Linked DNA regions of Mus musculus: all the other regions are linked to region 4. Evidence: chromatin contacts called from public promoter capture Hi-C data. All regions are on one chromosome and are shown on one strand. Each heading gives the region's core, a stretch centred on a gene start, on an enhancer-like site or on the middle of the called end of the contact. The rest is flanking DNA. Distances are from core to core; before and after follow the strand shown. Region 1 overlaps Gm36847 (a long non-coding RNA gene). Region 2 holds the start of Smpd1 (sphingomyelin phosphodiesterase 1, acid lysosomal). Region 3 holds the start of Apbb1 (amyloid beta (A4) precursor protein-binding, family B, member 1). Region 4 holds the start of Trim68 (tripartite motif-containing 68). Region 5 holds the start of Trim3 (tripartite motif-containing 3). Region 6 holds the start of Dnhd1 (dynein heavy chain domain 1).

Evidence for each region. Promoter capture Hi-C pulls out the DNA fragments that hold promoters and counts their contacts.
Region 1: a promoter capture Hi-C map of hippocampal neurons shows a contact between it and region 4, with 10 times the contacts expected there. The contact joins the enhancer-like site here to the promoter of Trim68 in region 4. A contact is called at or near these places in 4 of 39 promoter capture datasets (cranial neural crest, hippocampal neurons, pre-B cells and 1 more) and 2 of 484 Hi-C or Micro-C datasets (cerebral cortex and myocytes).
Region 2: a promoter capture Hi-C map of pre-B cells shows a contact between it and region 4, with 21 times the contacts expected there. The contact joins the promoter of Smpd1 here to the promoter of Trim68 in region 4. A contact is called at or near these places in 5 of 39 promoter capture datasets (the C10 cell line, embryonic stem cells, hippocampal neurons and 2 more), 1 of 484 Hi-C or Micro-C datasets (pre-B cells) and 1 of 9 other capture datasets (liver).
Region 3: a contact with region 4 is called in a promoter capture Hi-C map of pre-B cells, with 11 times the contacts expected there. The contact joins the promoter of Apbb1 here to the promoter of Trim68 in region 4. A contact is called at or near these places in 3 of 39 promoter capture datasets (cranial neural crest, embryonic stem cells and pre-B cells) and 1 of 115 datasets of contacts at active chromatin or transcription factors (astrocytes).
Region 5: a promoter capture Hi-C map of pre-B cells shows a contact between it and region 4. The contact joins the promoter of Trim3 here to the promoter of Trim68 in region 4. A contact is called at or near these places in 5 of 39 promoter capture datasets (cranial neural crest, embryonic stem cells, hippocampal neurons and 2 more), 1 of 484 Hi-C or Micro-C datasets (CD4 T cells) and 1 of 115 datasets of contacts at active chromatin or transcription factors (astrocytes).
Region 6: a contact with region 4 is called in a promoter capture Hi-C map of pre-B cells, with 8 times the contacts expected there. The contact joins the promoter of Dnhd1 here to the promoter of Trim68 in region 4. A contact is called at or near these places in 5 of 39 promoter capture datasets (the 3T3-L1 cell line, embryonic stem cells, hippocampal neurons and 2 more) and 1 of 484 Hi-C or Micro-C datasets (CD4 T cells).

The regions. Positions count from the first base shown.
Region 1 is chr7:105,517,579-105,521,475 of GRCm38.p6, forward strand. It overlaps Gm36847 (a long non-coding RNA gene), which reads left to right. Exons shown (of 3, transcript XR_378395.4): 3 at 3,847-3,897. Among named protein-coding and RNA genes, the nearest start is that of Smpd1, 35 kb to the right of the region's middle. Within about 2 kb of position 2,038, at least 19 of the 459 cell types and tissues checked have an H3K27ac peak or open chromatin away from gene starts, as enhancers often do. A contact at or near this core is called in cerebral cortex and hippocampal neurons, where this site is marked.
Region 2 is chr7:105,553,055-105,556,830 of GRCm38.p6, forward strand. It overlaps Smpd1 (sphingomyelin phosphodiesterase 1, acid lysosomal), which reads left to right and starts at 1,306. Exons shown (of 6, transcript NM_011421.2): 1 at 1,306-1,783; 2 at 2,168-2,940; 3 at 3,453-3,624. The coding sequence starts at 1,478. It overlaps Gm39063 (a long non-coding RNA gene), which reads right to left and starts at 1,307. Exons shown (of 3, transcript XR_869857.2): 1 at 1,048-1,307.
Region 3 is chr7:105,579,097-105,582,740 of GRCm38.p6, forward strand. It overlaps Apbb1 (amyloid beta (A4) precursor protein-binding, family B, member 1), which reads right to left and starts at 2,395. Exons shown (of 15, transcript NM_001253885.1): 1 at 2,039-2,395.
Region 4 is chr7:102,684,900-102,688,853 of GRCm38.p6, forward strand. It overlaps Trim68 (tripartite motif-containing 68), which reads right to left and starts at 2,428. Exons shown (of 7, transcript NM_198012.4): 1 at 2,242-2,428.
Region 5 is chr7:105,631,890-105,635,857 of GRCm38.p6, forward strand. It overlaps Trim3 (tripartite motif-containing 3), which reads right to left and starts at 1,682. Exons shown (of 12, transcript NM_001285870.1): 1 at 1,488-1,682. Arfip2 (ADP-ribosylation factor interacting protein 2) reads right to left here. Exons shown (of 8, transcript NM_029802.4): 8 at 2,312-3,968.
Region 6 is chr7:105,649,240-105,652,865 of GRCm38.p6, forward strand. Dnhd1 (dynein heavy chain domain 1) reads left to right here and starts at 1,537. Exons shown (of 44, transcript NM_001370803.1): 1 at 1,537-1,702; 2 at 1,833-2,032; 3 at 2,263-3,067. The coding sequence starts at 1,969. It also overlaps a transcript of Timm10b not described here.

The sequences.
Region 1 (3,897 bases), core at 788-3,287, 2.8 Mb after region 4:
CACACGCATACAGAAAGCGCATTACTCACTGAGCCTTCACCCCAGCCCTTGCATGGTTATCAATGGAAAGGGGCTGGAGAGATGGCTCAGTGTTCGCAGCACTTCCTGCTCTTCCACAGGACCCAGGGTTGATTCCTAGCACACACATGGCAGTTCACAAGTACGTAACTCCAGTTCCAAGGAATCTGACACCCTTCTGCAGTCTCTGAGAGCAATGCACACATGTGGTACACAGACATGAAGGCAGGCAAGACATCCATGCACATGAAATAAAAATAAATAAATCTTAAAACAAAACAAAAAAGCATAAGAAATATTGGAAATGAGCTGAACTGCTTCTGTATGCAGGCCTGTACTTTCTGCTCTGGATGATAATGGGTGAAGCCAAACATCTGTCAATGATGCACATCTGGCCGCCCCTTCTAGGAGATTCTGGGACAGCTTAAGGAAAACTCGCACTGTAAAAAATAATTCCTTTAGGTTCACTTGTTTGCTTTAGTTTGAGTTTTGACAGCATTTCACTATGTAGCTCAGGTAGGCCCCAAGCTCATCATGTCCCTCTCAGCTGCCCAGGGCTGGGACTGTACATGCGCAGCAGCAAAACTACATAAATAAAGTTGTTGGGAACATCTCAAAACTGACCCACAAAAAGACAAAGCAAGCTAATTAAAGAGGCCCAGAAACTAAGACCAAAATGTCAGAACTGGCATGAGAGATCAGCTATACAGGCTGAACAAAAGGCAAGCTGAGTTTAAGAAACTGATTTGCAAGTTGCTAGAGGCTGGGTACACCAGTGACCCATACAGATGCCGGCAATAAAGGAGTCAGAACAAGGGACACACAGGATTCCTAGGCAAAATGGTTTGCCAGCCATGCATTCATATATTTGTTGATCAAAATCCACTGCTGTGCTGGACACTCAGGGACATAGTGTTTAATTTCTTAAAATGTGATGAAAAAATAGAAAAGTAAACAAACATACAATATAGCATGTTTACTGCAGTTAAGAATATGCACGAGGGCTGGTGCGATGGCTCAGTGGGTAGGAGCGCCCGACTGCTCTTCCAAAGGTCCAGAGTTCAAATCCCAGCAACCACATGGTGGCTCACAACCATCCGTAACAAGATCTGACTCCCTCTTCTGGTGTGTCTGAAGACAGCTACAGTGTACTTGCATATAATAAATAAATAAATCTTTAAAAAAAAAAAAAAAAAAAGAATATGCACGAGCTGGGTGTTGTGGCAAAGACCTTTAACTCCAGGATTCATGCAGGTGAGGCATGAGTATCCTCATCATGAGTTCAAGACCAACCTGGTCTACATAGTGAGTTCCAAGAAGACCTGGGATACAGAATAAGTCTCAAATGAAACATATAGGACTGGTAAGATGGCTCAGTGACTAACTGCCAAACCTGAAGGCTTGAGTTCTACCTCCAGAACCCACACACATGGAATTAACTACTAGAAGTTGTCCTCTGACCTGTACATGTGCACCATAACACATACACACATATACCAGCTATACCCTATACATGTACATATGCTTGAAATCACACGTATAAATAAATATAATAATAAATATTTTAAAACACACAGGGAGATACACACATGTGGGGTCCCACTATTAAAGTTCTTTGGGTAGCAATTTCACCTTCACTAATTTGGGGGACAATACATGTACTCAGAAAGTGGTTCTTTGGGGCTATGCTTCATGCATAGCTAGCAGGAGCAGGAATGGGCAGATTGCAAACTCAGCCATGGTCTTGCCAGCTTCAGATTATTGTATCTTGTTGAGATGACATCGTTATTTTTACCATTGGCTTCGGTTCCTGCAGAAATTCTTCCTGGGTTTAGATAAAATTGGGTTTAGCCTTTGAGATGTGTGTGCATATGGATGTCATCCATCGTGCGTGGGTGATGGAAGAAAAGCTTAAGAATGGCCTCCACGCGTGGCTGCACACAGCTCAGGGTGAGTCACGAACCTCAGACCAGAAAGGAAGCTGAGTGGGAGGCCAGAGCAGGCAGAGCCTCAGGTGTGAATCGTGACAGCTCAGTCTGGAGGCAGTCAGGTGGCAAGAGGCCTCTCCGATGGGCCTCCCACGGAGATGCCTATATCTACCCAGGCCAGGAACGTGGCAGAAGGTCCCTGGAAGGCCAATGCCAGGCCAGAGTCCCCTTATGTCAGCAGGGCGCTGTGATCTGCAGAAATAAATTGTTAAATCATTTCTATTTTCTCTTTTCTTCTGCTTGGAAAAAAAACAAAAACCCTTCAGAAAATGCTATCTGTTCTTATGCCAACGAGTATGCAGCTCTTGTTTAATTTTAAGGTATTTATTAAAAGCAATATTTTTTAAGACCTTAAAATGAAATGCCACTCTGAGCAATGCTCAGAAGAATGGAAGAAAGTTTTGCTCACATTCCTGAGTTATTTAAGTGCGCTGGGGGTGGGGAGTGAACTGGTTAGAAATAGAGAAACAAGAGTAAGCAGGAGGTTTTAAGTCAGAAAATTCTAAGGTTTAATAAAAGGAGAGACAGAGAGAGACAGAGAGACAGAGACAAACAGAGACAGACAGAGACAGGCAAGGGCAGAGGGACAGAGACAGACCAAGGCAGAGGGACAGAGACAGATCAAGGCAGAAGGAGAGAGAGAGAGAGAGAGAGAGAGAGAGAGAGAGAGAGAGAGAGAGAGAGAGATTGAGAGAGAGAGAGAGAGCGAGCCTGGGAATGACTCTGAGCTCGAAGGCAGCTGTGGAAATGAAGGAAGTGAATAGGGACCTGGCTGGCTAAGTCGGGCTCTTTCACCAGCTCCCTGACCTGGCTCATGGCTGACTGCCAGGAGTGCAGCTTCTTTCATTATGGACGAATAAGGTTGAGAGAAACTAAGAAAGGAGTCAGCTTCGGGCCTCATAAGCCCCACAAAGTCCTAGAAGACTAGTTGGTGAGAGGGAAGTGAGAAAGGAATGTCCCCAAATGGGCAACCTTTAAGTCTACGTGTTTGAAAATTAGCCCACATGCCATCTCCCCATAAAACCTTTCTGGCCTTTTGGCCCTGGCTGACCTCTCCCTGGCTTTAATTATCAGCTTAGATCCCTTTCCTGACTTGCTGCTTGTGAGCTGTCTGACTTTCTGTGCTTGGCCTGATTCTGAGTGCTTGGGTAAAGTCTTTTAAAGTCAGTTTTGGGGACAGATTTTTGGGGGGAGAGAGGTTGTTTGTTCGTTTGATTGATTTTGTTTTTCAAGACAGGATTTCTCTGTGTACTGTTGGCTGTCCTGGAACTCCCTCTGTAGACCAGACAAGTTTTGAACTCACAGAGATCCACCTGCCTCTGCCTCCCAAGTACTGGGATTAAAGGTGTGCACCACCACCACCCAGCTTGGGGTTAGGGGTTCTTTTGGTTTTGACTTTTACATTTTTCTTTTTGAGATAGAGTTTGGAAACATTTTGCCATTACAGAGAGTCAATGGATGTTTTATGTTCCTGGGTTTATTTTAATTATTTGTTTGAGGATTTTGTTTGGTGCTCTCTCTCTCTCTCTCTCTCTCTCTCTCTCTCTCTCACACACACACACACACACACACAATGCCTGCCTGTCTCTGTTTCTGTCTCTCTGTCTCTGTCTCTCTGTCTCCCCCAACCCCCTTTATCCATATGGAAAATCCTTGGTGCATAGTACAAGAAGATCAAAGGTTGTTTTTGCTTTGATGACCAATGTATATAGAATATATTGTTTCCCAGTCATCCTGATTCTACCTTTATGGTAGGTTGGTTCCTTCCTTCTTTCCTTTCTTGGTTTCTAACTTTGTTTATTTATTAATTCATTTTCTTCTCTCTTTCTCTCTTTTTCAGCTGAGACTAGAAGCCAGAGACTTGCACATGCTAGGCAAGCACTCCACCACT
Region 2 (3,776 bases), core at 56-2,555, 2.9 Mb after region 4:
AACAACAACAGATAAAATAGGATTAAAAACACTTAAGAAGACCTTTGAGAGATGAGATGTAACCCATACCTGGCACCATTATCAGTGTAAGGGCCTGTGGCTAGATAGGTCATAACCCCCATAGCGGGGCAGAGAACCTACTACTATTATTCTGCTAATAGGCACAGTATTTAAATGACTTTAGTGTACCCGTAGATCAGAGCACTTAGCAGTCCTCACCAGTGAAGCTTCTTGAAGCAGGAGAGAGTTAAACACAGACACCTACAAATGATCATCAGAGAACAAGAGACTTCGAAGTGATCCTCCCTAAATGGGGTCTATATCACACCTCTCCTTACAAGGCTAAGTGATTGAAAGTGGGACTGAAAGACTGGAAGAGCCAGAGGCAGCGGGTGACTAAAGGAAACTTTTCTGGCACGACAGGGAAGTTGCATGCAGTGAAATCGCCATGATTGTGACAGCACGCACAGGATGTTCAAGCGAGACAAAATTCCAAAGGCTCACTCCTAGCTAAGGCGTATTGGCATCGGAGAGCTCCTAGAAGAGGCAGTTTTCTTTTTAAGGATATGACGACCCCTGGTAGGTTGACCAGGCTCCAGGGCAGGTCCCACACCTAATAGTGTTGGGACCTGGGTAGAATTCCCAGCACGCAGCACGGGCGTGGCGACCTCAATACATCTATAACTCCAGTCCAGGTGGATCCTCTTCCGGCCTCCAGCAGGCACCACGCACGTGGTGCACACACATACAAAATACCCATACACATAAATAAATAATAATGCAAAATTTTAAATTAAAAGAAAGACACATTAACAAAACCTTAAGTGATTCAAGGCTGCTGTAATGGTGGCAGAGCATAGGAAATCGAGGGGAGGACCGTCCATGGCAGGTCAATCCGCTCAATGCAAGCATCGCTGCCCCAGCCCTCTCTAGTTAATCTTCTCAGTTTAATGACCAGCTGAGCCGGGCATCTATTCTAGGAATCTGAATGTTTAAAAAAAAAAAAAAAAAAAAAAAGCGGGGAGGGGGGGTGGAAGAGAGGGGCACCTGGGAGTTCCCTAAAGGGCTTCCATCAGTTCTGGGCAGAAATTATCGGGGCCGCCGCCCGCAGCCTCGCGCAGCAATGGCTCAGGGTGGTGAAGCTTGTCTCTACCGAGGTCACCTACCCACCCCAACCCCGCGGGTCCTAAGACCGCCCGGGGTGATTGGGCTGTGGCTGAAGAAGGCGGATCAGGGCGGGTTGGCGAGCCCCCTTTTGCTCCGCCCCCAAGGTTTTGACAGCCGCTCCCCCACAGTTGCTGGGCCATAAGAGGAACAGGAAGGGGAGGAGCTGTTTTGTGGCTGGCTGCTGAGCTATCAGTCAACCACAACGAAGGGTAATCAGGTGTCTCCAGCGTTACCCGGGCCCCGAGGGCCAGCCAGGGCTTCGGCCTGTGGGGCCTGGAGGGGCAAGCCAGTCCTGTCTACGAGCCTGGCAATGCCCCACCACAGAGCATCATCCGGCCAGGACCACCTCAGAGCCGGCTGGGAGCAGAGACTGGAGAGGTCCTTACCGGCACCCAGAGTGGGACTCCTTTGGATGGGGCTGGGCTTGGCGCTGGTTCTGGCTCTGTTTGACTCCACGGTTCTTTGGGTTCCTGCCAGAGCTTATCCTCTTCCTTCTGAAGGCCATTCTGTCAAATTCAGTGCCATAGCGCCGCCGCTCCAGAGTGCCTTTGGGTGGCAGAACCTCACTTGCCCCGCCTGCAAAGTCTTATTCACTGCTCTCAACCATGGGCTGAAGGTGAGTGCGTGAAGGGCTGTTGTGGAATGCTGGGGGCAGGATGAAGTGCACTGGTATGCCCGGGGGAGGGGGCAATATATTTCTGGTAGAGGGTGCTTCCTATGCATCCATGTTACCACTACCCCACTGTGACCTTTATAAAGTTAGGGAGAGTAAAGTCAGCTGGCTAATTGTGGGCTTGAAATGGTAGCACACCCTGAGCTAGAGTAGGTAGCTAGAGGCCTGGTGCTGAACTGCTGGGCAGTGTGTGGGAGATACTGATGTCTCTTTATCATGGTGACAGAGTTATCCTAGCTCCGATTTAGACATGGAAGCCTGTGGAGTGGTGGCCAGGGTTCACTTGTTCTGTCTCTGACCTAACTTCATTGGTTCCTTCCACCACAGAAGGAGCCCAATGTGGCACGGGTAGGCTCTGTGGCCATCAAGATATGCAAGATGCTGAACATAGCACCACTAGATGTGTGCCAGTCAGCCGTCCATCTCTTTGAGGACGATGTGGTGGAGGTGTGGACACGTTCAGTTCTGAGCCCATCAGAGGCTTGTGGCTTGCTTCTGGGCTCCTCTTGTGGACACTGGGACATCTTTTCGACTTGGAACATCTCTTTGCCATCAGTGCCGAAGCCACCCCCAAAGCCACCGAGCCCACCAGCCCCCGGTGCCCCTGTCAGCCGTGTCCTCTTCCTTACTGATCTACACTGGGACCATGAGTACCTGGAGGGCACAGACCCTTACTGTGCAGATCCACTTTGCTGCCGCCGGGGGTCCGGATGGCCACCCAACTCCCAGAAGGGGGCTGGGTTCTGGGGCGAGTACAGCAAGTGTGACCTGCCCTTGCGAACGCTAGAAAGCCTGTTGAAAGGACTGGGCCCTGCCGGCCCTTTTGAAATGGTGTACTGGACGGGAGATATCCCTGCCCATGATGTCTGGCAACAGTCTCGCCAAGATCAGCTGAGGGCCCTGACCACCATCACAGACCTCGTGAGGAAGTTCTTGGGCCCAGTGCCAGTGTACCCTGCTGTGGGCAACCATGAGAGCACTCCTGTCAATGGCTTCCCTCCTCCCTTCATAAAGGGAAACCAATCTTCACAATGGCTCTATGAAGCCATGGCCAAGGCATGGGAACCCTGGTTACCAGCTGATGCCCTTCACACCCTAAGGTACTTACTGTCGGTGGAAACCCAGGAAGGAAGAAGAAAGATGGATGAGGGAGAAAGGAGGAGGGAACTGGGTAGACTACTCCAGCAGGTGTCCTCAGCACTCTCTACTGCCCTCCCTAACCTGACCCTGCCTTCCCTTTAATTATCTCCAGCCACCCTCTTTTCAGAGCTAGCAGTACATCCCCACTCCCTAGCTTGTGTCTTTGCCTACAGTAGCTCTCTTTGTAAAATGAATTCTCCCTCCCTCTTTAATATCTCCCATTTTTTTCTCAACGTGGCCAGGCCTATAACATCTCCCGACAGAAAGGCCTTTGCTTTCTGACTCACCTCACTCTTTGTCCTGAATTCATGAAGCTCTCAACCCTCTGAGGCTTCTTTACTGTCAGAGGAGCCCTATAATTACTGCTGTTGGTCTTCAGCTAGGGTGGGAGCTCCTGGGGGTGGGAGATGACATCATGTGTACCTCTGCCTGATGTGCAGGACTATTGACATCTCGGTTACTTTTGTTTCAGAATTGGGGGCTTCTATGCCCTCACCCCACGCCCTGGCCTCCGCCTCATCTCTCTCAATATGAATTTTTGTTCCCGTGAGAACTTTTGGCTCTTGATCAACTCCACAGATCCTGCTGGACAACTCCAGTGGCTGGTGGAGGAGCTTCAGGCTGCTGAGAATCGAGGAGACAAAGTAAGGGGATGCGTTATGAACCGGGTGGAGAAGGTGCTGTTGGGGCTGAGGAGAAGCAGGCTGCTGTGTGTGGGGCTGAGATCTGTGAAGAGGGGAGTGTCGCTTCACTTCCTAGAACTACTGTCTTCCCTGGGTCCATGTTCACCTTCCTG
Region 3 (3,644 bases), core at 1,145-3,644, 2.9 Mb after region 4:
TCGTTCATGTTTCTCATTCCTACCATCCTATCTCATTCTCTTTCAGGATCCGAGACCACGGGATACAGTGCACCTGTTCTGTCCTCTGTTGTATGATCCTAGAGATACATGTGCGGCCCTTGCTGTCCACTCCCAGACAACGATCACATTCTGAGAAAATATTCTGGACTTATCCACTCTGTACCTAACAACTAACACTCATAGTCTGCACCAAAGTCAATGATCTTATGGTCAAAATCCGTAGCATTGTCTAAACTGCCCTGTTATCCCAACCATGGCCCTCACCCTCTGGCCCCAACTCTTGTCATTGACCTGCCCAGCCTAAGCTGCTTTCTTTGATTCCTGGAAGGCATAAGCATGGTCTGAGCCTCATTTTCCCAACTCTCCCTTTACATTCTAGTTCAAGCTGAATACTCCTAAGAGCATCTTCCCTTGGCCCCTTCTCGCTTAGCCACCCTGACAGCCTAGATTCTGTTCTTCGGATCTTTCAGCGCACCATGCATCTTCCTTCATGATGCTGACTATCTTTACAATGTCATTCTTATTTGACTTCCTGCAAAGACATCACTTCTCTGTGGACGTGAACCCAGTCTATTCTGTTTTCTTATGACATCTTTAGTACCTCTCGCGGTGCCTTGTAAATATTAGGTGCTCAAATCCTATTTGTTAAATGAATAAATGATTGGATGCATTTTTAAAACGACCATTATGAGTGCTGTGTAACTAAGAGGGAATAAACAAGAGCAGTCAGGGGGGCTGTCTTCACTAAGTGTGACAGCAATTGAGCTCCAGTGACATTAGCAGACCTGAGAAATATTGAAGTCGTGGGCATGACAGAGCTTGGTGAGATCTGATGTCGAGAGGTGAGGGTGAATGTTGCTCAGACCCCACCTCACTGTGACCATAACCTGAACTGAATGGACAGATGTCATTGAGAGAGGCTGAAGGAACAACAGACATGTAAGTGAGGTATGAGGGGAACAAGAGATGTTAATTAATTCACCTTGAAATCTGTAGGTTTGGAATTCCTGTTGAACTGTTCAAAAGGATGTCAGAGGACAGTTGAGTATATATGAGTTTGCATTTCAGCAGTGGTCTGGGCCAGACAAATAAATTTGGGACTCAGCAGCTTATATATGAAATTTAAAGAGTTAGACATGCAAGAAATGGTCAAGGGAAAAGGTCAGAGTGAAAGAACGCAGCTCAGGCCAGAATAGCATCACATATGCAGAGACGAGACAAGAGAACACTTCAAAGCAATAGACAGTGCCTAGGAGGAAAACCAGGAAAAAAAATGCTTCAAGGAGACTGACACATACTCAGTGGTAATGGGCTCACAGCCGCCAAGTGTCCATTGGAGTTACAAGGAGGGCTCCAGTGACCTTGCTCAGAAGCTTCGGTGGATGTCAGAGACAGAATGGAGTGGATTTTTAAAATGAATGGGAAATTAGGGGCTCAGAATGCAACCTACAAACAGGACTCGGAAGAGGCTGGAAATAACATCTGAATTGGAGAGGGAAAACTGCTCCTAAGGAGCACTCTAGTCGCTGCTAGGCCTCTCTGTCAGGCTGAGATGGGAACCCCGCCGGTCCCAGGGCACACCCCTCGGTCGCTGAGGACAACAGAATGCAGCTTGACAGATCCCAAGCCTGGGGCTCTAGTCTGGAATCGCACGGCCTGGCTCCTACCCGGATCCAAGTCCCCTTCCCAGCATTAGACGTCCCCTCCCCCACTCTTCTATCGCCCCTCGCTCTCCCCCCCCCCCCCCCGCTCACCCCCTCCTCCCCGCCCCCGCCGGGCATCCTAGAGGATCAAGAAGCAAAGCTTTGGGGAGCGGTCGGTGTTAGGACCAAAGTGATCCTGCGGAGGGTGATTTTGCAGGCCCGCGGTAGGAAGGCGGCGAAGGGAGTTGGGTGGGGGGTAATCAGGCCTGGCTTGGAGACCTGGACTTCTGAGAAGAAGAGGCTGCAAGGGTTAAGGGCTGCTGAGGCTGGGGATCCTGCTCCCGGGGCTGGGCTGGAGACGGAGCAGCACCTACCTGCGCGGCGAGGCCCCAGGCCCAGGTGGCGAAGGTAGCTCAAGCTGCAAGGCTCCCGCAACACCGCAGCTTCTCCATCACAACATCCCCCGCCCAGGAGCGCGCAGGCCGCGAGGCCGCGCCCCGAGCGGCGGAGCCGCGCACGGGAGGGGGAGGGGCGCCATCTTGGCCGGGGCGGGGCGCGCGAGCGAGTGCGAGCCGCACTGGCTGCAGCTGCCCCAGCCGCACCCTGCAGACCCTTGACCCTCGCAAGCCCTGCGTCCCAGGCCTCCTGTCTATCCCCGCACGGCTGCACCCAACTCCCAGGACCCTGCCCAGCTCTCCCCTTCCATGCCACCGTGGACTCACCTCCGCGTCGGTCCTGCACCGACGCCGGGAGACGCGCCTAGAGCACGGAGTCTGATCCGCTAGGGAGGGGGGAAGGAGGAGGGTGGAGAGAGACACGGGTGCTGGGACCGTGGCTGCGCCTCAAGAGGCTGGCAGCCGGCTGCTCTCTGGCTCTTGTGGTAGCACTCCCTGACGTCCTGTGGATAATAATAGCGCGTATTTATTGACCGCTTACTCTGTACCAGGCTCTATGTTCAACCATTTGCTTGCATTCATCCTCAAACCAGCGCTGTGCAATTCCCACAATTGTTGTTCTCGGGATTTGAGAGGCAGGTGCTGACATTCTGAAGGGTAACACGACTTGCCCTCAGTAACAGAGTAAGTGGTTAAACTAAACCAGAACTGAGATATTTCTTACACTCTACCCGTGCCTCTGAATATAAAGCTATGACACAGCGTCCCCCACCCCGCCTCCCCCCCCCCCACTGCACTCCAGGGTAGAAATTAACTCTAGGAAAGGACCAAATGGAGAACTGAGTGGAAATTAAACAGAAATGCTGTACTTGGCTATTTTCCTGTTCACTGCAGGCCCTGGATAGACAATGAGGCAAATCTTAATGGTCAGATCCCTGACATCAAGGGCAAAGAGGGGCAGAAACCCCAAAAGCATTGTCCCCTGAGCTGTGGGCTCGGTGGGCTCTGAACATACTGAAAAACTGATTGGAGATGCATCTAAGTCTAACAGTGCCCAAATCTAAATTTGTTATTTCATCTTATGTTCATCTTCTAAAGAATTTCCCTGACGTGGAAAAGTACACACACACACACACACACACACACACATACTCTTAATGCAGGGTCACTTTATCAATCTCTGGCTTGTTCAAAGCAAGTACTCCAAAGTACTTTGAATATACTTTCATTTATCCCTGGGTAAATATGAATGTTTTAAATTTTTGTTATAGACATTTGCACTTATGTGCAAAAGTGGAGCAGTGTAACAAAACTCCCTATGTCCATCACTCATCTTGTACAGTTACTGACTTGTGGCTAAGAATCCATTGTAATCTGACAAGCACCTAGGAAATACAAACCATGTTGGATCCCAAGCCGGACATAAAGATCCCCAAAAGAATCTGGTTCAGCTGCATCCCACCTGGAAGACACGCACCTGACCTGGATCCTTGAGAAATGAGCACGTGTTACCTAGAAGGACATTCATTCATTCACTCACTCACTCTCAGCAAATAGGTGTATGGTATGACACACTGTCCTTGGT
Region 4 (3,954 bases), core at 1,178-3,677:
TCTGATACCTTTTGTGCACACTTAAATCTGTCAAGGTGCAAACCACAAATGCCGGCAGCTCCCTGCCTACCTGTGCAGTGTTTCTTATGTTGCACACTGAAGTGTAAAACAGAAGTGCAACAGCTGTTCTTCACTGTGTCCTGAAAAATCACTATCTGCCTCTCCTGCGTCAAGCTGCCACCATTCACCACATACCAAGATGTGCTCCTGACGGTGCACAGATGCATGTTAGAAGCAAGAGGGGAAATCACCACCCTTGAAAGGATAAAACCAGGATCACTTAATGATAGACTGATGTATACTGATGACTTCTGTCCAGGCCACGTGTGGGTATGGAGTTTGAATAATGAGTGGCTTAGGGTTGTTGGTATACTTGGCAATATTTATTAATTCATCCTGTATATATTTAGTAACCTAGATAGACTGTGTAAAGGGGTGATTTACACTGGCTTTAAATACTACTGTATCTTTAGGATCTAAATAGTGCTTACCAGGCAACTAAATGCTGAACATGTGTCTGGCAAATACATCAGGGTTAGGGAATAGTTTCTATATCCCAAATGCTTTTACAGTAACAAATATATAGTGATATATTTAAAATATAAGGCAAAATAACAGAAAACACTCTTGAGTATCAGGCTGAGTACCAGACATGGCTTTGTGCACTTTACATGGATAATTGGTATTCCATAACCTGGGACAGAAACTGTTACTGATCTCATTTTATAGGTGATTGATTGGCCCAGGTTTCCAATATTCTACTTCGGGAAAATCACCCATCTTCCCCAGCTTCAGGGTAGAGGACAAATTCAAAAGCAGAGAGGAAGAAACCACTGTGTTGAGTCTGGCAGAAGGGCGTTTTGTAGGAACGAGAGCAGAAGCCTGTAGGACTGAGATCAGGTCGTCCTCAGGTTGTTACTCCTTCTTGCTGTTTCCCCTGCTTTCTGTCTCTCTGCTTCCACCGTCTCCACCCAGCCATGAGATCCAGAATCCTAAGATCCAGTTGTGCACTAACGAATACTGAACTCAAAGGCCCATGTACGCTCCAGCGGAGGGATCATGGAGTAAGCATCCTCCTTTCACCCCCTCACCCCCTCGACTGTTCTGAAATGCTGGGGATTTAACAAGAATCTCAAGCATGCTAGGCAGATGCCTAAGTCTTCTTACTCTCCCAACTGCACCCGTGGCAGCCATATTCTCCTCAGTGCTATGTGCAGTGCTTGGACCCGGGGTCTGTTCATTTTACCCTATTTGGAATCACACTCTTCCAACTGAGACTGTTTCCACGATCTCACTGTTGATATCATTTACCAGAGTCTGTGGGTTTCTTAATTCACACACTAGAAATTTACTATTCATATTTTCTGTTTTTCTTACAATATCCTAATGTCGTGGTACGTTTAATACAGAGTTATCTTCAGTTTTGCTCAGTGTATTCTTGATGCCAACAACAGTGTCTCAATACTTGTTAAATGCATGAGAATTCAATGTAAATGTTTAGGCATAGCTGATAGTAGAGGTGTTAATATCTTCATCTAAGGCAGTGTGCATGTGTCCACCTGTTCATGCTTTGGTGTCAAAAGCACTACTTAAAGCTACAGAAAACCAAAAAAACCCCCAAACAACAACAACAACAACAACAACAACAACAACAACAACAACAACAACAACCAGACAAAACAGCAGATGAAAATTTGGAAGACACTGGCAGTAGGAAAGCGAGGCAAAGAAAGATAGAAATGATAAATCAAGATAAATCACAAAAATGTAGTGGAAGCATGTTAGTTCTATACATTGCCTCAAAAAATGTAAACATGGGAAAGATGTCAAAGATCTGGAGATAAATACAGTTTTCCAATAGAGGATCTCCAATAGAGATCTTTTATCAAACATAAATACTTGGTCAAAAGTTTGACTCATTAACTGCTCAGACCTGTCCAACCTGTAGCTGAGGGCAGCTGTGAATACAGGCCAAACACAAAACTGTAAAATGTTAAGTTTCTTTATGCGATTTTGTTCTCCAGAGTGAACTTTGTAGACTACAATATCAAAAGGTTGCACCTAGCAACCAGTGCCTCCACGGTCCTCAGGGCCGCGAAGGGAGGGGGAAGAGCCTGGAAGCGGCAGAAACCAGCCTCGGGTCTGGAAGCAGTGGCGGTCCGTGCCTTCCTGACCTTCGGGCACTAGGCAGTTCCCCAGGGCGGTGGGATTGGGAACAGGGGAGGGTAAAGAGGGCAGGACCTGTGTTGTCCTCCAAAGAGGTCTGCTGTCGCCTCCTTCTCTAAGCAGCTGTGGAGGCGCGGGGCTCCAGCGGTCCAATCCGCAGCGTAGGAAGCAGCGGGGCGCTCGCCCGCCGCCGGAAGCCGCGATAGCAGCGGGGGCGAGGGACCCAAGGCAAGAGCCGCGCCCGGAGCTGCAGGACCCACCCACTGCGCCGGAACCGACGAATCACTTCTGCACTCAGAGTGGCCTGATTGGCTGTTCGCTTGCCACGTTTCCTGGTTGAATTCAGCTACCTAGCGTGGGTGCGCAGCCGGGCTTCCTTAAGTGGCACCTTTACGCATTGGAATCCGCAGTTCCCTGGAACACGAGCTGCAAGTGGCTGCTCCAGGTTTCAGACAATTAAGCAAAAGTTTTAATAAATGCTTCTGTTTTTCCTGGCTAACTCTTGACACTTACATACTTTTGGTAGCTCCTCATTGCAACAAACTAGTTTCAGAGTTAGAAAACATATTAAATTACGAAGTCCTGATCATAAGCTGCCAGTAAAAAAATCTTTTTAAAGCAGTGTGTAAGCTTTCCTCTCGTCCAACCGCAGAGACACACAAGACCAAGCGTGTTAAATCATAGACCTGGATTTTTCTTTGTAGTTCTTTGGTTCTTTTTCGGATACTGGGACTTTTACTGAGTAAGCAAGAGAAGACACTCAGTGACATATGGGAAGTAACGAAAAAAATTCCAGATGAATCCAGCTTCCAGTGATATGTTTATCGTTGGGACCCATGCTCTTTGAATTCCATGACAATGTCAGAGCTGAGGACATGGTTGACATTCTTCAGGGTGACACCCAGAAAATTATTGAAAATAGACAGGACCAGCACTGTAGGGGGAGAGGGAGGAACTGAGATTTGAACTGAGCCTCTGCTTCTTGGTAGAGACAAATGACTGACCTTATGTCACAGTGAACAGATGGATTCAAAGAAGACATTTAAAAAATACTAATTGAGCATGCATACAAAGAGACCTGGATTGCAAGACTGGGTCATACATTCTCTGCCTTAAAGTCAACCAAGTTCAAGGGAATTGAAATCAAAAGGGGACATCTTTTTCATTTGTAATTGAATGTGTTTGTAACTATGACTGACTCTCAAAGGCCCTGAGAATAGGACACCATAGAGTGACTGGGGGAAGAGGCTCTTGCTTATGAGGAGCACTTTGGACTTAAAAGTTTTGAAGACACGATCAAGTAACCTCATTGGCTGATGAACTTATACAGAATAAAAATAAGAACAGGAGAAGACTGGCTTCCAGGAAGCTAGGAGAAGGGTCTCTAAGCCCATCCCTACAGTGACACACTTCTTCCAACAAGGCCACACCTACTATTGTTAGACCCCGAAACTGGGGAGACTTCCGCTCAAGTCCCGGGATGAGCTGGCCAGCACTCCAATAACTCGAGAGAAAACCACACCTGATGCAAAACTGCAAGAGGCTTTATTGTCAGCTGAGGATGAGCTCCCTATCGGTAACAGTAGGGGGCTTTTAGAGGAAAAACGTGAGGAATTGGGAGGAGTTGGGAGGATGAGTTGGCTACAGCTCATCTCTGGCGGGTGTCCTTGGTAAAATTACAAGGCATGAGGAGTGGGGAGTGAGTTGTAGCTCTTCTTTGTGGAGTCTATCTCCGTGTCCTTGGCACAGGGAGCCAGGCAAGTACCTGGCTAGGTCTTTTTACAATTA
Region 5 (3,968 bases), core at 432-2,931, 2.9 Mb after region 4:
TGGTCTTGTTTTCAAAAATCAAGGCTCCTTCAGACTGCAATGTGCCATGACTAGATCCTAATACAAACTACTTTGATGATTTGACTGCTAACTTCCATCACATGGTTAGGCATGTTAGAGAGTGCTCACAGGCGACCCCTCCTCTTGCTTTCCAAAATAAATGTTTTCTGAGATTGTCACCTTGGCATTCACTCTCAGGACTCTCCTCTATAGCAATCACATATCTTCTGAACAAAGGCGATACTATCCCACCTATGGTTCTTTTTTTTCTCAAGTTCCATGAGCAGAAATGCCACTGTCCCCTAAGCAGTTGAGCTGGTAACTACCATATAGAAAGTACTCAATAGATGCTGGTGACAGAAGAGTTATGTTTAAACTCTGCAGGTTCCTCTCAGCAAAGAGAAGCAAAATCAAAAGCAGAGACAAGACAAAGGAACAAAATTCCAAGGAGAGAGACCTCTATAACACAAGGTAGCTTCCCACAGTCTAAGCAGTTAAGAGGTAATATCACTGGAGGCATCCAAGCCGAGAGAGGCAGGGCACCTGTCAGGCCTGCCGCTCACATTCCCATTCTGCAGCAAACCAGACCCCTGCCTAGGAGATAGGCACTGATACGCTGCACAGTATGTCTGGAGACCTGGATAATCACTGCATCCACCCTGGAATCTCAGATCTTCCCTCTGGAGCAAGTCCTGGGTTTTAGCGGTCCGCATAGGACTCCCACACCAGGAACATGCACAGGGCCTGCCTTTTTTTTTTTTTTTTTTTTTTTTTTTGAAGTCAGAATGACCTCCCTGGGGTGCAGCCTGCCCTTCCAACCTGCAACCATCTGTCCCTGCAGATTTGTGGCCCAGGTTCTGAAACCAAGTGCAGGGGGAAGGAGGTGGAAACCAGGGAGGGGACAGGAGTCCTCCAGTCAGGGCCCAGGCTAAGGGAGAACTAGAGGGGTCCTTTCCTACAAGACACAGCCTCTGCAGGAAGCTTCCTGTCCAGCAAGCAGTGCCCGCAGTGGAGGAAGGATGTCCTCCATCCTGGCTGGTGGGCTTCTTGGTGCCTAAGGAGGACGGAGAAGGGAGCAGGGGTGGAGGAGTCTGCACTCAGGAGAAAGGAACCCTTTGGACGAGCGGGGCCACAAGATTCCAGAGTGCCAATCAGCAACCCCACCCACCCACCCCCAACACCATCGGCCGCAGCTTTCGGTACCCTCCGCCAACACAGAGACTCCCAAAACCCGCGCTCCTAAAATGAACCATCACCCATCCACCCGCGCCTCCCCCCACCACACAGCCCGCAAACACGGACCTCACGTGAGCAGCCACAGCCCAAAGAATCCCCCGCTGCTCTCACAGACACGGACACGCCTCACGTGGACAGAGACAGGAACAGCTTTTGAAAAGCATCCGCGCCCCCACCCAAAGACGCTCGGACCCACACACCGCCGCTAGCACCAGGACCCGCACCCCGATACACAGGTGGACCAGACGCACCCTTGGGGCCCGCGCGGCGCACTCACGGCGTGGGAGCAGGATGGGAGGGCAAGGCCCGGACTGCAGCCACTCGGAGCGGCCCGCAGCGCTGCCCCCGCTGCCAGCGCCCGTCCGCCCGGCCCTGCCCGCGGCGCCGCCCCACGTCCCGCGCCTCCGTCTGTCCCCGCGCCGGCGCCGCTGCCGCTGGACCCGTCGCACAGGCCGGAGGGAGGGGCCGGGGCGGGGCTGCGGACCGGTCGGGGGAGGGGGCGACTCCGGAGCCGAAGGCCCGCCCCAACCACGCCCCCACCTCTCAGACCACGCCCGCCAGCCCCTCCGCCCTTGCGGCTCTTGGCTCTCCCTCTGCGGTGCGGTTTGGAGCTGGCAAGCGGATCCCGGATCCTAGATCCTAGATCCGGGATCCTCGCCTGCTGCCTCTGGCTCACGAGGCCTAAGGGCGAGGGTGAGTAGCTGAGGTCTGATAGTGGCACTTGATGCCTTCAAGTAAAAGCAGCTAGAACCAGCTTTAGTACTCCGAGAGTCCGTTCCTGCTGCTTCTGGTCGCTCCTTCCTGGGCTTTCCCGGAGGCTCCTGTGAAATCTGCTAGTTTGGTTTCCACTGAGCAAGAGGGAGGGGGACCACCTGTACCTCAACCCAGAACTCTAGGAGAAGGGGTTTGCAGGCCAAGTGGGAGACTTCTTTTCGGTTTTAGGTTCCTCAGGTGCCGCCTGAGGAAATTTGGTTTAGACCATCCAGCGCGACTCCTTCCTTACACCAAAGACCCAGAGCAATTCTCAGAATCATTGCATTATGGAAAAACAGCCTAGGTACAATACAATAAAAACTGTACATTAACAGGGACTGAGTGTTTATTACGTGCCAGACAGAGCTAATCACTTTACATACATTATCTCATTTAATACGCATAACCGTAATCGGTAGCTGCTTTTATTAGCAGCTTTACAACGGAAGGAGCGGAGCGAGCTTATGTTCCCCAGGCATTAATCCTAATCAGCTAGAAAATGGTGGAGCCATGTTTGGGCTCTGCTTTCAGGTTCTGTCTCCAACCATTTGAAGATTCAATGCCCTTACAACAAAAATCCTCAGTGGCCCATAAAGTAGGGGGCTAATAAGAGAACCAGCACCTCTAATAATCAAGGCAGACAGCTGACTACATAAAGGCTAATTAAAGCCCCAGAAGCCTGGCTGGGGATTGCAGTTATCACTGACAAAGAGTCAAGTCAGAGTGGTGTGCACCCTGTGCTGTGGGAACCTGCTGACTGGGTTGGTCCCCTTTCTCCACCCTCTAGAGGGGACAGAATGCTGAAGAAGTCTGCAGTTGTCTTTGGACCTGTAGTTGACCGCACTCAAGCCCTGTCTAAAGTGCTGCTGGGAGTTTTCTTGTGATTTCTTATACAATTAAGGTTTGACTTCAACAAGAGCAGTGCAGGTTGCAGCAGGTGCGGTGAGAATGCCTTTATCTCTGCGGTAGCTACTCACTGGATGTGAAGGAGCTCAGGCAGGGTTCATGCTTAGAGTGACAAGCAAGGGTCACTAGGCTACCCAATAGTCCAGGAAGTATGTTCTCTACACTTCGCTTCTCCCGTGCTGCCAGACCTCTAAGAGGTTTCTTAGTTCCATTTCTCCAAAGATCAAGTCTGCCTCTTGTCTCTCACCCACTTAATTTTTCATTCTGGACTGAATTCTTATTCAGACTTTATGAGCATTGGCCTTTCTTCCTCAGCTGTTCGCTACTTACTTTTCAGATCTCAGCTTTTAAACTGGCATCGCCATCCCTACCTCAGTCTAAGCTAGATGCCCCTTATCTGGTGCTCCCACTGCATCTTGTATCCTAGCATTTCTCATTGTATTGTAGTTGCCTGGTTACTTGTCTCTATCCCCCACTAGGCCTTAAGCACTGTGAGCAGGGACTGCGTTTTATTCACTGATGTTTCCCCAGGGCCTAACGCAGTGCCTGGCAAATAAAAGCACTCAGTAAACATCGGCTGTATGATTGAATGCATGATGGTTAGCCGGCCCAACCCCCTCTGGACCCTATGCTCTTCAGACACATAGATTGCCTTGGTGCTAACGGGAAGAGAAAAATAAAGCGTTGGCTCTGAAAGTGAGGGGCATCAGGCCTTCGGCAGCTTCTCAAACTTAGCTGCAGCTCTTCTGAATTCATAGGAACTGAATGCAAGATTACTGGGCATTTCTTACCAATCCACCCTCCTCTAGTCCCCCACAAATTGACCTCACTGGGCCTGCTTTTATGAAAGGTTTATTCCTAGTGCTAGAACCCAGTCTTCTGGGGTTCTAAGCACAGTTCAACTGGGTGGGTGGATGAGGGGAGGGCCCATTCAGATGCAGGGCCACAAATGCAGCTCCCCATTATCCCCACCCCTTTGGTCCCAGTCCCCTTCTCTGCAATGGACACACATTGAGGAGGGAACAAAGGGTACTGGAGGCAACACTATTGGCCCAGAGGAGCCCAAGAAGAGC
Region 6 (3,626 bases), core at 287-2,786, 3.0 Mb after region 4:
TGGTAGAGCCTCTCAGGAGACAGCTATATTAGGTTCCTGTCAGCAAGCACTTGTTGGCATCCACAATAATGTCTGGGTTTGATGACTATATGGGATGGATCCCCTGTTGGGTCATTCTCTGCTCCACAGTTTGTCTCTGTAACTCCAGGAGCTTACATTTTTTATCAGGGTAAATGGATAAGCAAATATGAGATAGCAATCAAAGTATGGGGTAAAATTAGTTTGGGGAAAAGAGGGTCTGGACCTGGGAGAGTGCTGACTTCTGGGAAATTAAAGGATTCACTATAAGGGGATGCATGCCTGAGCAGAAACTTGAAATAAAAATTTGAGAACAATGTGGAGAAAAGTGCTCACTCTTGTATACAATCCTTCCACCAGTGAGATGAACCATCAAGGTTATACCTTCTAATCTTTCCCAAACAGCCCCAGCAAGGGACCAAACATTCAGATATATGAACCTATGGGGTCATTCTCATTCAAACCACCACAACCTTTGCAAAAAAAAGATTAGATGTGAAAGTTTTATTTTTGCCTAGGTCAGGGCAAGTGAAGGAGTGACACAGGCAACTTCCAGGTTGTGCCCTTCATAAAGAGGTGTGATTTCTTCTCTTCTTCATCTCACTAGTTGTAATGGGCCTAGGCAGAGGAGGTGATGAACTAACTCTCTTGGATCCTGAAAGCAAAGACTATTTGCTTAGCCTTAGAGAAAGCAGAACACTCTAACCATGGTCCTGGGAATACTCAAGCTTGAATGTGACTCAAGTGAGAGCAAACACTAAACTTCTAGTTGGACACATACATATAATTCTTTCCTTCAGGAGGTTGAGGCAGGGGAGTCATGACTTCAAGGACAGCTTTCATTTCTAGACTGGAGACTAAACCCAGGGCTTTGAGCATATGAGGCAAGTGTTGGACCACTGAGCTATGCCTCTCACCTGTGAGATCTGTATCTCAGACTTAAAACTTGAAATATATGAAATCAAACACCCTACTCCCCCCTCCCCCAAGTCTACTCTTTTTACTGTCTGGCCTATCAAAATTTCCACTGATTAGAATAAAATCTATAACAGAGGTAGGTTGCTTTCTTCCTTTCTCTCTTTCTTTCTTTCTTTCTTTCTTTCTTTCTTTCTTTCTTTCTTTCTTTCTTTCTTTCTTTCTTTCATAACTAAACCACTCACTACTAGATGTGTAGCTTGTTGAGAGAGATACAAGATGTTTGTCTTACTCGGGTTTCTTGTTGGGACTTGAGGTGGGACAGTTGGATATGCTGTCAAGGGAGGGGAGGGAAAAATCAGTGAGCGAGTGAGTCCCTAGGATTACACTTGCTTCCTACGACCACGCCCCTAATGCTGTTAGTGCCCCCAAATCAATCTTGTCATTCAGTCTCCCGCTCAGCCAGATTCTTTTTGGGCCTTTGGGGTGTCAGGTTAAAAGCAGTATGCTAGTGTGGCCTGGGTCCCGGTCCCGCCCCCAGGCCCCTCCCACATGCCTGTTGAACTCTCCTTCTAGCTCCGATTTGAGGCTCGGGCCTCCAGGATTCTGTAACGGTTCTAACAGCTGGGAGCAGGTGGTGCAGCTGAGTCCTCTGCTCTGGCTCTGGGATCTGCTACCCTTGCCCTCAGTGGCTCAGCTCTTCCAGTGCCTAGGGAGGCCCCTCCCACTGGCGCACCGGGAGCTGTCTTCTGCCACGTCTTTCCGCTAGGTGTCCTAAACTGCTTCCCTACCCAGTAGCCGGCTTTGCACTCTGGACCTTCTCAGTCTGTGGTAAAGGCTTCAGGGGACGGGAGCTTTGCTGCCTTTGAGTGACAACCCTTTTGTGTTTCCTTTTCAAGGTGGTTGCCAGCCTCCACTCTGAAGTTTTCCTCATGTGAACACAGTTTTTCCAAAGATTTTGCAAGCGTGTATCGGTCTCTGTGTTAAGTGACTGGAACTGAGTCTAAGTTCATTCACGACAGGGAGCGCTCCGCAATGAAACCTCATTCACAGACCAGTCCCCCTTCCCTTCCCATGCCTTCTACATCCTGCAGGCCAGGTGAGACGAGGCCTTGGAGGGTGGGAAGGAGCTCCTGGGCAGGGAGGGCTCCCTCTTGGACTTGTGCTAGTCCTTGACAGTGAGTGGCTCAGTAAGGGCCCTCTACTGGTCTTCCTATGCTCTGCAACTCTATATCCACCTTGCTGTCCTAACCCTACTGGCACAGCCCAGAGCCAGAACTTCTACATGTCCCTCCCTCCCTCCCCCCCCCCCCCCGCTGGGTCCCACAGGTCAGACCCAGAAGCCAAAAGCCTGGAATTGGCATTTGGACCCCGAGCTGTGGGCAAGATCTGTTCGACAGCAATTGAATACCTGCCTCCACTTTATTCTGGAAGAGAAGAAAAACCCATGGTTTTATACCCTTCAGTCTGGGCTCGTTGGATGTAGCTGCAGCGGACAAGAACACTCTTGGGACTGTCAAATGAAACAGGAGGATCTCAAGGCAGTGGTTGAATCAGAGCAGCGGACACTGCTGAAGCTGCTGCTGTCTGAGCTTCAGTCTCTGTTCTCAGCTGTGATGCAGGATGGCAGTTGTGAAGCTTGGCGCTATCTGCATGCAGTACTGGGCCTGTTGCCTCCATACCGTGAGATGCTAGCTGGTCAACTCGAGTTGCTGCCCTTCCTGGAGCAGCTGTACTGCTGGGCACCCAAGGTCCAAGCCCGGCTAGAGCTGGACCTGCTAGATGCCATAGACAAGGCCTTTCCCCCAGACAGTTCTTTGTTACATAGTTCTTCCCATGTTGACTGTGGTCTATGGATGAAGAGGTTTCATCGAGGGCCTCCATGCTCAGCATGCCCTTTTGTGAAGGCCCAGTGGGACCGGCAACAAAAAAAGGAATTGGCCACGTGGCTCCGACCATTGACACTGCCTGAGCTACAGCACTGTCTGGGCATTGTTGGTGCTGAGGTGGCCCTAGAAGAGACCCCATGGCTGGACAGCCTTAGTCTTTTGCCCTTGGCACTGGCTACAGACATCCCTGTACAGTATGAAAGCAGTGATACTGAGCAGGCAGAAGGCGAACCTGCTGGGAGAAAGTGAGTGGCATGGTTTGGGGCTTTAAGTAGAAGAGATAAAATGAATTAGTTTAGGTGCCTGCAGGGCTACTGGCTTCTTGAGCCAGCTCCTCATGGCTCTTCAGGATTAGCCCACCTCTAAAGTGAGCTGGACTAGGCTGCACCTTTTTCACTTGCAAAAACAAAGCTAATGTCTCAATGCTAATCTATAGGGAAACACTGAAATCAATAGCAGCCATTAGGAAGCCAAAACTTGACCTTGTAGTTTCCAGTCTTCTCAGACGGTGCCAGAAGCTTCTTTGGGGTTCATATTCTTGGTCATTTATATTTGCCAAAACATACTTTGGGGCATATATTGTGCTGGTCCTAGGAACTCTATATGGGGTCTTTGGTTACTCTAGGGAGTGCTTGCCTGGGTGGTCTTCCTCCACAGGTCTATGTGAACTATTCCAGGTCTAAAGCAAAGCACTGCCTCTATGTCAACTTCATGATCTGACAGTAAGGGTGGCCCCTTGAGTAATGATCTATTCCTTCCAGTCCCCCAATCTGGCTTCCAAAATCCTAGGATTTCAGAATGCCT